3 separate regions of the Pan troglodytes genome follow, and all the other regions are linked to region 3. Evidence: chromatin contacts called from public Hi-C and HiChIP or PLAC-seq data. All regions are on one chromosome and are shown on one strand. The core of a region is the stretch at or near the end of the contact, and the rest is flanking DNA. Distances in the headings are between cores, read along the strand shown. Region 1 holds the start of CCNG2 (cyclin G2). Region 2 overlaps SHROOM3 (shroom family member 3). Region 3 holds the start of SEPTIN11 (septin 11).

The links. A called contact is a pair of places that touch in the nucleus more often than the background predicts. HiChIP or PLAC-seq counts read pairs in DNA pulled down with a chosen protein or histone mark.
Region 1: an H3K4me3 HiChIP or PLAC-seq map of stem cell-derived excitatory neurons shows a contact between it and region 3, with 4 times the contacts expected there. The contact joins the promoter of CCNG2 here to the promoter of SEPTIN11 in region 3. A contact is called at or near these places in 1 of 7 Hi-C or Micro-C datasets (stem cell-derived neural progenitor cells) and 1 of 1 datasets of contacts at active chromatin or transcription factors (stem cell-derived excitatory neurons).
Region 2: a contact with region 3 is called in a Hi-C map of stem cell-derived neural progenitor cells, with 3 times the contacts expected there. The contact joins the enhancer-like site here to the promoter of SEPTIN11 in region 3. A contact is called at or near these places in 2 of 7 Hi-C or Micro-C datasets (blood and stem cell-derived neural progenitor cells) and 1 of 1 datasets of contacts at active chromatin or transcription factors (stem cell-derived excitatory neurons).

What each region holds. Positions count from the first base shown.
Region 1 is chr3:52,970,020-52,974,341 of NHGRI_mPanTro3-v2.0_pri, reverse strand. It overlaps CCNG2 (cyclin G2), which reads left to right and starts at 2,776. Exons shown (of 8, transcript XM_001147453.8): 1 at 2,776-3,110; 2 at 4,133-4,270. The coding sequence starts at 4,133. LOC134809881 (a long non-coding RNA gene) reads right to left here and starts at 3,618. Exons shown (of 2, transcript XR_010156556.1): 1 at 873-3,618; 2 at 362-581.
Region 2 is chr3:53,372,270-53,376,694 of NHGRI_mPanTro3-v2.0_pri, reverse strand. It overlaps SHROOM3 (shroom family member 3), which reads left to right. Exons shown (of 14, transcript XM_063809524.1): 10 at 2,826-3,707. The region is part of intron 2 of LOC107974279 (a long non-coding RNA gene); the gene reads right to left. Among named protein-coding and RNA genes, the nearest start is that of SOWAHB, 140 kb to the right of the region's middle. Within about 2 kb of position 2,599, at least 9 of the 24 cell types and tissues checked have an H3K27ac peak or open chromatin away from gene starts, as enhancers often do. A contact at or near this core is called in stem cell-derived neural progenitor cells, where this site is marked.
Region 3 is chr3:53,181,791-53,185,813 of NHGRI_mPanTro3-v2.0_pri, reverse strand. It overlaps SEPTIN11 (septin 11), which reads left to right and starts at 2,743. Exons shown (of 10, transcript XM_054682944.2): 1 at 2,743-3,042. The coding sequence starts at 3,016. It overlaps LOC104006065 (a long non-coding RNA gene), which reads right to left and starts at 1,358. Exons shown (of 4, transcript XR_008547508.1): 1 at 1,273-1,358.

The DNA of each region.
Region 1 (4,322 bases), core at 1,527-4,026, 210 kb after region 3:
AACCAAGTATCTTAAATTGTCTGGAAGTTCTTGGGGGCTGCTAGGTTTCTGATTTCCTTATTTTGTATGTGTGCATGATACAGGAAATTTGCCTTCCAGAAAGCTCGGGAAAGGCTAATGGGTAAAGCCTGATTAGCCTAAGGGGAATAATGTGTTTTTCATAAATAACACTTTCAGCTCCGGCAAGGTAAGCCAATGTGATAAGGACAAATAGAATGAGGAGAATTTTTTTTAAAAGATATATTAACAAACAAAAAATTCTGCAAAGTAAACAGAGAAAACCTACATAATCCCCCAGCCCATTTCCCAAGAATATCATCATTCTTAAAATGAGGTGTTTAAAAAAGAGGATGCTGTATTAATAATTACTGGATCTGTATTTTTAATGATTGCTTTCCTTTAATCTTAAAGAGATAAGTGGACTAATGTGGATAAAGGGCTCTATCTTGGACAATCTGATCAGTCTTTTCTTCTGTGCTGAGCAGGGCCTGCCAAGAGCAGGAAATTCAACGCCATTTACAAAGCTTTCTTGTCTTACTCTCAGAGAAAGCCATCACTGTTCACATCATTCAAGAGGCTGTCTGTAAAAGGACACATAAAATACCAGTTATGAAATATAGAGTACACATTTAGTATAGCTTCATATCATTTAGTGCTAAGCAGCAAGATGATTATGTCAAATAAAAGTTATCACTTATTTATGTTTAAAAGATCAGATAAGCATTGGATAAAATTATGTAGCCTAAGCAAAGGACAATTTCTAAATCTTTTCCTTTTTGTTTTATATAGTCTGTTATTTTTAAAGTCTTCTACCACATAAATTTGCATTTCCTCTTTCACATCACTTATAAAATAACATGTTCCTTTTTTACCTTTGCCTTCTTACTTGAAAAAAACATCCCCAGTCTCCTTCATGCTTTGATCACAAACTCTTCATTTCTCTGATGGTGGATAGTTGGTCGAGCTGCTTTCTGTCTGTGGGCCCTGTCCACTCAGCCTTTTGATGCTCTGTACAATGAGCTGTCATCTCTGTAATTTTAATCTTAGCTCTAGTCTCTAAGTTAGTTTCATGTTCCTATTATGTTTATCAGCATAGATTTCCAGCAAGATGATTATGTCAAATAAAAGTTATCACTTAATGTTTAAAAGATAAAACAAGCATTGGATAAAATTATGTAGCCTGTAAATCATTTAAAACTGGTGTGCTAATTTTATCTTATTTTCCAAAACCCTCACCAAGCTCACACCTCTCTGAAATAAGTGTTAGCTTTTTGGGCTGCCTTCCCCCAGTTGCTCTGTGCTCCAAACAGATGCCTGTGTTTAGTCCGAGCTAATATGCAAAGGGACCTAGTTTTAAAATTCCTTAGCTGCTCCGCAAAGAAGAGCGCTGCCAAAGCTAGTTGTGTGCCTTCCCATATTTCACAAGTAACAAAATAATTCACAGAAAACACATAGAAGAACAGAAAGGAGAAATCTCTTCCCAGGGACTATCTGATTATGTAGATTAGAACTCACGAATATGGTATTTTCTAATTTAGGAGGGAGAGAGTAAACAAATAAATGTTCCAGGGCAGTCAACCACATCCCCCATTGATATTCCGTGTGAAAGTGTCTCTGGCCTAAGGCACCTGGTTGGTTTGCTTTTTGTCCCGTCCTGGGAGAGGTGTCGCCTATAATAACAACGCTAATTATAATGAACAATAAATGATAATTTATGGGTTACCAAGGACCAAGAAGCTCTGGGAGTCTTCATTAAAACAACAGCACTACAACCTCTGGAGGTACGCCGTAATTATTAGATGTTTACGTACCCTCATCAGCGTGCTAAGTTTTTATTGAAAAGCCCCCTCCTTCAGTCCCTCCTGAATTTTTTTAAATTATGGAAAAATTCCAAGACACAGAAGTAGAAAGAATACTGTAATGCAGCCTCGAGTACCCATCACCCAGCTTCGACCCTCAACTTTTTGCCTATCTTATTTCACCTCTCTTCTCCATTTTTTTTTTCTCTTGGACTGGAACATTTTAAAGCAAATACCCAAACTTGTAGCATTTATTGAATATTTTAGTAAACGCCCCGACAATGTTATAATAATTTGGTGGGTTATTGCAAAATGGAACGGCAAGACAAAATAAAGAAGGAATGTAGAAAACTCTCCCGTGGCTGAAAAGGCTGTCACAAAGGTTAGCTGTTAGGAGAAGCGCCGCGAGCGTGACATTCCCCCGAGAAGGGCGGAGGCAGCCAGGCGAGAAGGCACAGCCCCGCAGGGCAGGTAACTGAATACCTTCCCCGCTGCCCACCCAGGCATGCGCAATCCAGACCCTGGAGTTGCTAAGGCCCCAAGGCAGAGAGAGGCTCAGGCTACGGAGAAAGCCAATCAGAGGGCTCCAAGACTGATAAGTTAGCCAATCCAGATTCGAGGGTGAATCAGGTCCTCAGCATTCCCATCGCCCCACCCGCATCCAATCAGAGAGCCGGCTACTTTGGGCGGACTTTTCAAAACAGCTAAAACAAAACAAATCGGGGACCTTTAAAAGGCGTAATGAGACCAGAAACGATCTCCTTCCGCCCCTCTGTCTTCCCCCGTTCCCCAACGCAGATCAATCGCGGAATAAGCCCGACGCCCAGATTCCGCTCTCCGCCCTAGCGCCAGGCGGGAGGACTGGCTCGGCAAAGCCGAGGAGAGCTAGGGAGGCCGCGAGAGAGGCTCGAGACGGCGGCTTAGGGGCGGGACTCTTTTTTAAAGTCCGTGGAGGAAGTGCAGGATCCCTCCGCGGGGAGTCACGTGCCCCGCCCCCTTGGGGGCGTCGAAACTCTTAACAAAAACAAGGGGCTCGGGGAGGCTTCCGCTGAGGCGGCGGGGGTGCGGCGGTAGGCTGGTCTTCCGCGGCCGGCGTTGCGCCGCGGCGGAGGGTGGGCGCGCGGGGAGCGGGATGGAGCCGGGGCTGTGAGGCCGAGGCGGCGGTGCCTGGGAGGAAGGGTCGGATGCCGGACCGGGGGCACCGCTGAGGCGGTGGGTCCCCGACCTGCGAGACAGGTTTGGAAGCCCCCGCTGCGCCCAGTCCCTGCGGACCGCGAGGCCGCGGGCGGGTGGAGGCGCGTCTCCGGCACGGTGAGTGGACCCGCCCAGGGCCGCCGTGGGTTTCTTTGTTCGTGGTGGGGACTGTGGGCTTTGAGGGGGTTGGTACCATGCGAGTGCCTCGGTGCTGCCTGCTCCTCATCCGCTGGAGCGACCAGGGTGCTGCCCTCAGCCCCAGCCCCGGGGGGAGCTGGCGCCCGCGATGGACAGATAGATGCTGGTGGGGTGGACGGAGGTTGCGACTAGGTTAAGGGCAGTCTCCGCCTCGGTGCCCCTCGCCCCCGCTCGTGTTGTCACGGGGACATGCTGGCGTGGTGCTTCTCGAATTGACAGCCCCGGGGCTCTGCAGAGTTGCGGGGCCCCGGCATCAGTGGGTGGACGGGTGTTGTCCGTACGGGCGCGGGGCGGGCTGGACTGGACTTCTCTCCCCGGACCGTAGCCGGGTGTGCCGCGCCACCCCACGGCTCCTGGGACGGGGGTATCCGCCTCTCGGGTAAGTCCGGAATCGGCGCTGCCGCAGCGGACGGGAAAAGCTGGGGGCGGGACTCTCCGAGAGGGGCTTCTGCAGCTGGGCGCCCCGGGCGGGCGGGGCTCGGGAGTCTCCTCCCTCCGCTTCTTTGTTCAGTCGCGAGACTCTCCCTCCCCTCCCCCCTATTGTGCAACGCCCCATCCCCGGGACCCGCTGCAGTCGCTCGCCACACTGCAGTCCCCTGGGCAGAAGGCCCTCCCTGGCGCGACTTCAGGTGGGGCAGACGGAGGGGACGCCGGCGCCCGCGGACAGTTTCCTGTTTGTGAAACGCCAAGAGGCCAGGGCTGGCCGGTCTTACCCAGCGCTGGCCGGCGGACCTGACCACGGCTCCTCCCCCTGCCACACCTCCCTGGCCGTGGTCGGGATTGCCCTGGGGCTCTGGCGGACGTGACTGGTCCCTTCACCCGCTCCTTGTCGGGGTGTGCTGGGGCGACCCTTGCTGGAGGTACTGGCCTCAGCCCTTTCTCCCGCTTCCCCACCCCTCTTACCCCCAGATTACATTCTCTGTGTGGTGTCTTTACTGCAGATGAAGGATTTGGGGGCAGAGCACTTGGCAGGTCATGAAGGGGTCCAACTCCTCGGGTTGTTGAACGTCTACCTGGAACAAGAAGAGAGATTCCAACCTCGAGAAAAAGGGCTGAGTTTGATTGAGGCTACCCCGGAGGTAAGTTGGCAGAAAAGATAACTTGCTCAAGCAGCTGATGGGGCTTGGAGGA
Region 2 (4,425 bases), core at 1,350-3,849, 190 kb before region 3:
TTGTCATTATTATATACTTCTTTCCTGTTTTCAAACATTCTCCACTCTTTTTATCTCCATTTTAAAGAAAAACACTAGAGGATACCAATCCAACTAAATTCAGACATTCACTTGTTAATTTCAAACATAAAAATTTACTTGTCTATATAAAAATGGGCAAAAGACTTAAACAGACATTTATCCAAAGATGGCAGACACATGGCCAACAAGCATTGAAAAGATGCTCAACACCACTAATCATCAGAGAACTCAAAACCACAATGAGATGTTTACCTCACACACATTAGAATGGCTGCAATTAAAAAAACGAAAAACAACAAGTGTTGGTGAGGATATGGGGAAATTAGAAACCTTGCACACTGTTAGTGGGAATGTAAAATGGTGCAGCCGTATGAAAAACAGCATGGAGATCTCAGAACATTAAAAATAGAACTACCATATGATCTGGCAATGCCACTTCGGAGTATGTGTCCAAAAAAATTGAAAGCAGGGTCTCCAAGACCCATGTTCACACCCATGTTCATAGCAGCAGTATTTACTATTCACAATAGCCAAGAGGTGGAAACAACCCAAATGTCTACTCATGACAGATGATTGGATAAACAAAATGTGGTATAGCCATACAATGGAATATTACTCAGCCTTAAAAAGGAAATTCTGCCACATGCTTCAACATGACATTACGTGAAGTGAAATATAAGCCAGTCACAAAAAGACATACTGTATAATTTCACTTGTATGAAGTACTTAAAGTAAAGTAGTCAAATTCACACAAAACACAAAATAGTGATTTCCAGGGGTTAGTAGGAGGGGGAAATGGGGAGTTATTATTTAGTGGGTACATAGTTTTAGGTTTCCAAGTTGTGAAAGTTCTGGAGATCTGTTTCACAACAGTGTGAACATATTAACACTACTGAACTTAAAAATGGTTAAGATGAAATTTTATGTTGTTTTTTCTAACCACAATTTTTTAAAAATGCTTTTTCTTTTTTTTTTTTAAAGCAAAACAAAACAAAGGTGAGACTAATTGCTTTCAAAATCCATTCTTGAATAGTAGGATTCCTGGATACATATCAGCAGACTCTGGGTGACCCTCTCACACTCTATTATAAAAGGGACTTGAACAAAGTCTTTTTTTATCCCAAACTTCATTCCTAAAAACACAAAATAATCACCACGGAGAAGCATTCTCAACCAAGCTAAGCATTTACCACTGATATTATCTTCAAAAAGAAAATGCCACTTTAGTATAGTTTGTGTAAACTAAGGTCACACAAACTAAAAACATCATATAAAAGTCTATTGGGCTGGATCTTTAAAGGATAAGTGCTATATTATTGTATGTTTTAGTGATGTCTCCCCCTTTAGAAAAGCCTCAAGATATAATAAATAAAATAAAGGCATCTGAATTAGTCGTTAAAACATCAGATTTCAACTGACTCCACATCCTGTTAAAGGATGCTGGGTTTAAAAACAGTTTGTATGCTACAGTCTGGAGAGCAGGTGGGCAAAGGAGACGTCACTGTTCAACAGACATTTGCTGAGGGGGTACTTGGTGGCAGGTACTGGGGATGCCAGGATGGATGAGACAGAAGTGAAGAGCATCCCCAGCGGGAAGCCACCAGGAAGTGCAGAGTGGCTACACTTCTCTATGGAGAGGTTCCTAGTAAAGAAACCATGTCTGAATGAAAGGGACCGGTCATGGGAAGGGAGGGGTTGCATCAGAGAGAGAGGTGGGCCCTTTATTCCATCATCTGCATCTATGTATAATAAAGGAAAAATAAAGGCATGAGAAGAGCTAATTTGGTTCTTTGCCATCTTCTTCCACCACATGCTGCATTCTGTTTGCCTGGCACGTGGATGATCTTGTGGCAAGCCCTGTGTTATTGCTCTGATGTGGGACTGAGTCACCACTCCCTCAGAGGAGTCAGATCTGTGAGATGACATGTGCCATCTGCACTCCAGATTCACTCACATAGCCAGTCAGGGAACTGCAGACAAGGAATGTACAAATCACGGTGGGTTTGCTGGAGAGCTTTTTATCCTCACATTAACTCTTGCATAGCAGGTAGTGCCACAGACTCTTTTTTCTTTGTTTTGTTTTGTGGATTTTTCTCCTTTAGAACACAATAACAAAAGTTTTGCGAATTGTTGGGTTTTTCCTCGGAGTCTAGCGTACAGTTGTTTAAATCACCATGTACTATATTTGCTTATTATTGCCAGCCTCTTTCTCCAGAGGTAACTGTTTATTAGCTCCTTAGGTGAGACTCTCCCCCTCCTTTTTATTTTTCATCAGATGAAATGAAAACACTAGGAGAGTAAGCAAAAGTTGTAAATAAAACCTTCAAATTCAGCAGCCCATGCAAATGCTTTCAAAACAGACCTCCCCCGTGGGGATCGCACTGGGAGAGAAGAAGGCAGCATTATTTTTCCCCAGAGCTGGGAGCTATTTCCTGAAGTAGTCCTAAAAGGGGCTGAAGAAATGCACTGTTTGTTTTTATAGCCTGAAGCCTGTCCTCAAAAGCTGCCTTATGTTGCATGGTGTGTACAGGATGTGGGGGCGGTGAGAGGGTTAATAAAAGAAAATGCCTTGTGAACCCAGTCATTCCATGTGACATTTTCCTGTAGGAATTTATGCCTGCCTAGTACTGGTTTAACTTGGGTCTTCCTGTGAGCAGCCAGGGAAGACAGTGTGCAGTTTCTGGGGGAAGGAAAAGAGGTCCTCCTTCCTCTTAAATGCTTTTCTCATCTATGTAAGGAGCACTGGGCTGCATGTTTGCCCCTTTCTTCAGAGCTGTAACCCTCCTGTCTGTGTGCCATTCCAGGTCACTCAGTTGTTCAGAAAGAGGCCAAGAAGAGATGCTGCTGCTCTTCCACCATCTCACCCCTCGTTGGGGTGGTTCAGGCTGCAAAGCCATTGGTGATTCCTCTGTTCCTAGTGAATGTCCTGGAACCCTGGACCATCAGAGGCAAGCCAGTAGGACACCCTGCCCCAGGCCACCACTGGCAGGAACTCAAGGGCAGCTCACAGACACCAGGGCTGCACCCCTGACCCCAATTGGCACCCCTCTGCCTTCAGCCATTCCCTCTGGCTACTGCTCACAGGACGGTCAGACAGGGCGACAGCCTCTCCCGCCCTACACCCCTGCCATGACCCACAGAAGCAATGGTCACACCCTGACCCAGCCTCCCGGTCCAAGAGGCTGTGAGGGTGATGGCCCAGAGCATGGGGTAGAAGAGGGAACGAGGAAGAGGGTCTCGCTGCCTCAGTGGCCACCTCCTTCTCGAGCAAAGTGGGCCCACGCAGCCAGAGAGGACAGCCTTCCTGAGGAATCCTCAGCCCCTGATTTTGCAAACCTGAAGCACTATCAAAAACAGCAGAGTCTTCCAAGTTTATGCGGCACTTCTGACCCAGACACACCTCTTGGGGCCCCGAGCACTCCAGGGAGGATCTCCCTCCGAATATCTGAGTCTGTCCTGCGGGACTCCCCGCCACCTCATGAGGATTATGAAGACGAAGTGTTTGTGAGGGATCTGCACCCCAAGGCCACGTCCAGCCCCACATTTGAACCTCCTTCCCCACCCCCACCTCCTCCACCGAGTCAAGAAACCCCGGTGTATAGCATGGATGACTTCCCTCCACCTCCTCCCCACACTGTGTGTGAGGCGCAGCTGGACAGTGAGGATCCCGAGGGGCCGTGCCCCAGGTGAGTGAGCAGACTGGGCAGCTTTCCCCCACTAACAGGAGAGTGTCATGCCCCAGGTGGCCCAGGTCCTTCTGCTGGCCACAGAAGAGCCCTGGCATGGAGATGTTTCTATACAGCTCAGCTCAGGACACTGTTCATCTGTTTGCCTCAGGAGGTAGTTGGACCAGTGTCATTGGGTACTGAGGAGTCAGGGTGGCAGAAATGAAAGCTGGGACCCAAGGGGCACATTTCACTTCTGGGGACAGGATAGGCTTAGGCGGTCCAAGTAAATCCCTCCTCCCTGGCTGAGTTCTGAATCAGTTAGGAAATAAGACAAAAGAGGAGGGCATATAGAAGACAAAAACATCACTTGTATTACTGACAGAGCTAACATTAAAGAACATGGCTTCAGATTGTAAGTGGGTCTCTTGATACTGAACCCCCAAGTTAAACAGGTTTACCTACCTCATCAAAGGTCATGCTAGACACACAAATACACATAGATATTAATATATACAGCCTTGAGGCAGCCTCAGTCTCAAAAGAGAAGAGAGAGACTGGGATGTGAATGCTCAGCTTCTCTTTCCAAAATCACTCCATGTCCATAGGGAGGAATAAAGAGTAGGGCTCAAGGTCAGTAATGTTTAGGGAAAACCTCTTGGAAGCTAGAAGAATGAGAGAAGCATTCCCCAACACATAGTCCCTAGAACAAGTAATCTCTCAAAACACCAAAAAAAAC
Region 3 (4,023 bases), core at 1,494-3,993:
CTGGCTGCTTCCTTTGGTTGAGGGAGGCAGCCAGCTTGCAATGGTGCCACAGCAAGGGAGCCAGGGGGGAATAAATAAGCATACTCCTTCCTCTTTGTTCCATCGCTGTTGCTTCCTAGTGCCTTCACTCAACTGGAAGCTAGAGGGAAAGAACGTCTCTTGAGTTAAGGCTCCAAGGGACAGACAGCAGGTTGGAGAGTGGATCTGGCTAACAGAACACGTCCTCCCCCAGGACTCACTGTTACTACCCTATTTTACAATAGAAAAAAGAAATGAGATGAAAGTTTAACTTATTTGATATAACAAAGCTCATAAGTGATCATCTGTAGCTGAAGTGCCAGGTTCTCCCCACTCTGCCACTCTCTCGCTAAGGCTCCAACATCCTAGCAATGCCAGGATACCCATCCTCCCCATAGCATCCTCACATCCCAAATGAGATGTTGGAATATGTAACGTTAAGTTTTGCTGATTAGAATAAACTAACCTACCCACCAAGGTAGGGCATTCACATTCTTATAATCTAAGCAGATGAGTTTACAGCATATACATTCACAAAATAAATAAGTAAAAAAAAAAAATTTGATAAACAAATTCTACAGTCTGTTCTGGTCAAGATAACACAGTTCCTTTGCAACTGCCCTTACATCCGGTTGGTGGTGTGTGGAGCCCTCTTTTCCCAGGCCTTACATGAGGCCTCTGGCCCATGGGCAGTGCTGCTGCTGTCTGATCCTCCTTATGGAGAAAGGACAAAATGTCCATGTACCAGAGCTGCAGAAGAAAGTATTTGTCTTCCCCCTCCCTTTGCACAGCACCCATCTGTGTGTAATCTTATTATTATATATTTTTTGAGACAGGGTCTCACTGTGTCACCCAGACTGGAGTGTAGTGGCGCGATCTCGGCTCACTGCAACCTCCGCCTCCAGAGTTCAAGCGACTCTCCCACCTCAGCCTCTATAGTAGCTGGGACTACAGGCAAGCGCCACCATGACTGGCTAATTTTTGCATTTTTTTACAGCCAAGGTTTCACCATGTTGGCCCACCTCAGCCTCCCAAGGTGCTGGGATTACAGGCGTGAGCCACCGCGCCCGGCCCATTTATGTGTAATCTTAATTCAACACTTATTGAGCGCCTACTGTATGTTTGGCATAAAATGGTGGTCCCTAATTTCAAAAGATTTGGAGTCTAGAGGGCAGAAATTGAAGAGGCTGGTGCTCTGCACGTCTGAGTCCGCCCACAGACTGAATAAATAAGCTCTGCGTCGGCGCCCCTCACCTTTCTTTCATGGCCAGACTTTTCTCTGGCGGTTCCACAGCTGTCCTGACAGTGGAATTCAGACCGGGTGACCAAGCCCCTCGCCCACCTACCAGCGAAATCCAGCATCAGTTCCAGGGCAGCCGGACCCGCGCCCGGGGACGACTGACCCTTAGCCCAAGGCTGCGGGGGCGTCGGAGTCTTGAAGCGCAGGCGAGGCAGGGCCAGCGGGAAAGGGAGACTCAAGGCCCCAGGGGATCTGGGCGTTTGAAGACTCAGGTCAGACTCTGAGGCGCCCCAGTCTAAAGAGACGGGTTGTCTTTTCCCTAATTCAGGAGGCCAGGCTGTCCCTTGGGGCGTCGTACCGAGGGCAGATCACAGCCCTTCCCTCCTCACCACACTTTCCCTGTGCTTCCACCCAGCTGGTTCCCCGCCCTGTCCATCGCTGTCCTCAATCGCTTGTTGTCGTGGGCCCCCCTCTCCGGCCCACGTGGGGCCGCAGGGATCCACAGCTCATCTGACACACCTCGCTGCCCCGCACGAACCGGGACCCCTCCATTCCGCCGGCCCCTCAGACACGCAGTAACACCCCAACATCTGCTGGGAAAAAAATCTTCCCCACGGCGGAGGAGTTCTCAGTCCCACGCGCCCAGAGTCGCACCCACTCGAGCCACCCGCCTGTTGCCGTCGCCACGCCCTCCAGCCGCAGCCCCAGCGCGCATTCCTACGGGTCGCCGGGTCTGTCGCCAGCGATCGAATGAAGTCGGCTGATCCCCCATGTGTGGCTGCTCCAGTGACACCCAGGGGAGGCCTCGGTCCTTACCCCTAGAGCAACCAATGGCTGCCTTAATTCTTCAGCGGGGGCGTTCTTTTTCTTCCTCCCAAGCAGGCGGCCGTTGGGTCGGCCGAAGGCAGCAGCGACTACTACGGCTCTTCCTCTCCAATGGGATCCCCTGTCTGCCCGCGCGCCACAGTGACAGCTTCCAGATGCCTGTCTTTAGTCTCCCTTCTCAAGGGAAGCGGTGGGCGACCGAGGTGCGGCCTGGAGGGCCCCCATGTGGGAAGGGAAGACTTGCGGAAGGGCAATTCTTCCAGTGCGGAGACGAGGAGGCCAGCCCAGCCGCACTTCGGTCGCCCACCGCTCCGCCTGGTGGTCCGCAGCCCCTTCCAGGCCGGCTTCTCCGGGTGGGGCGTGCTAGTCCGGGGCTAACTTTCCGCCACGTGCTGTCCCTGCGACCCGTCTCCCCCGGTCGCCCTTCCTTCTCCCGGCGGCCGCTGGAGCTGCCCGCTTCGTGGAGCCGGTGGCAGGCCCCGGGGCTGAGAGCTCGCGCCCAGGCTTTTACTCAGATTCCAGCACCTGATGGAGCAGGGGGTGGCGGCCAGCGCACAGGCTGTCGGCATCTCATGGCAGCGGAGACGGTCGTTTGGGGACGGAGGGGCGAGCCCTGCGGCCGGGGCCAGTGGAGCTGGGCTCGGAGCCCGCCCACCATCCTCCCGCCCACCACCGCGGCCGGGCGCGCAGGCTCACACCCCTTCCTGGGGAAGCGAATGGTCCCTTCCAGGCGGGTGGCCATGTTGCTCTAATAAAGCGGGAGGGGCGGCGGCGTGGGGGGAGCAGATGCCGCTGGCTGCCAGCGGGACGCCGGCGAGCAGAGCGCAGCCGCGAGGGAGGCGCGAGGGAGGCGAGCCGGAGCCCGAGCACTAGCAGCAGCCGGAGTCGGCGGAAAGCACCCGGGCGCAGCCGGAGCCGGTGCCGCAGCTGCGATGGCCGTGGCCGTGGGGAGACCGTCTGTGAGTGCTGGGGCCTCGCCTGCTGCTCCTCGGGCGCCGGGTGGTCTCTGCTCTGGGGCGGGTGCGGTGAGGACCACAGGGGAGCCGGGCGGGTGCTCGGCCCTGCGGCGGCGGCGACGGCTGTGGGTGTGTGCACGAATTTGGGCGCGCGTCTGGGGTCGGGGTTAGGAGCCCAGGGGCTCAGTTACGTGATGCAACAGTGGATCGCCTCGTCGCGTCCCTCTTCTGGGGATGCGAAAGAAAAAGGACCCCTCTCCTGTTCCCTTTAAAATAATTCTTTGAGGCGCGGCGTGTCTCAGCCGCCTCCCTCTGCCCGCGCACCTCTTCCCTCGTGACAGCCAGAAGGGCGCCGGGTTCGGGGCTTTCCTCCAGTCTCCCCCGCGCCGAGGGGGCGCTCAGGGCATGGGAATTGCGAGCTGAAGTGCTGCGTGTGGCACAGCTGTAGAAGCAGGTCAGAGGGGTGGGATTTCCGTGGTGGCCTCCCCAGCGCATTGTGAGATCCCGGACACCCTCGGGCATCCACCCGGCTGAGCGGGCCCTGCCCAGGATGTGGACAAAGCCCCAGATAACACACACAAAGTTTTCTGGAGGCTCCCTTGTGGTGTGGGTGGAAGGACTGAAATGTTCTGCGGCTGAAAGGCCGGGGGCGGCGGGCTGAGGAGGCTGGGACGCGAGGAAGAGGAAGGGCGGGCGGGTGCGTGAAGAATCGAGTGCCCCACGGCGGGAGGGAGGAGAGTAGGAGGGAGGAGATACCTTTGCCCCGAGTGTGTGGGCCAAGGCGCCGCGCCTACTGGGTTGCAAGACTCGGTCCGCGCCCCGGGGCCGGGCCGGAGGGGAGCGGGACTCCGAGGGTGCGGTTCAGTGGCCGCTCCGCATCCCCAAGTGAAAGGCGGAGGAAGGGGCGGCGGCGGCCTTTCCTTTTTTTTGAAAGGAGCGGAGCTGGGTGGGAAAGGCGGAGTCCTCCTGTTTTCCCTTTCCCCT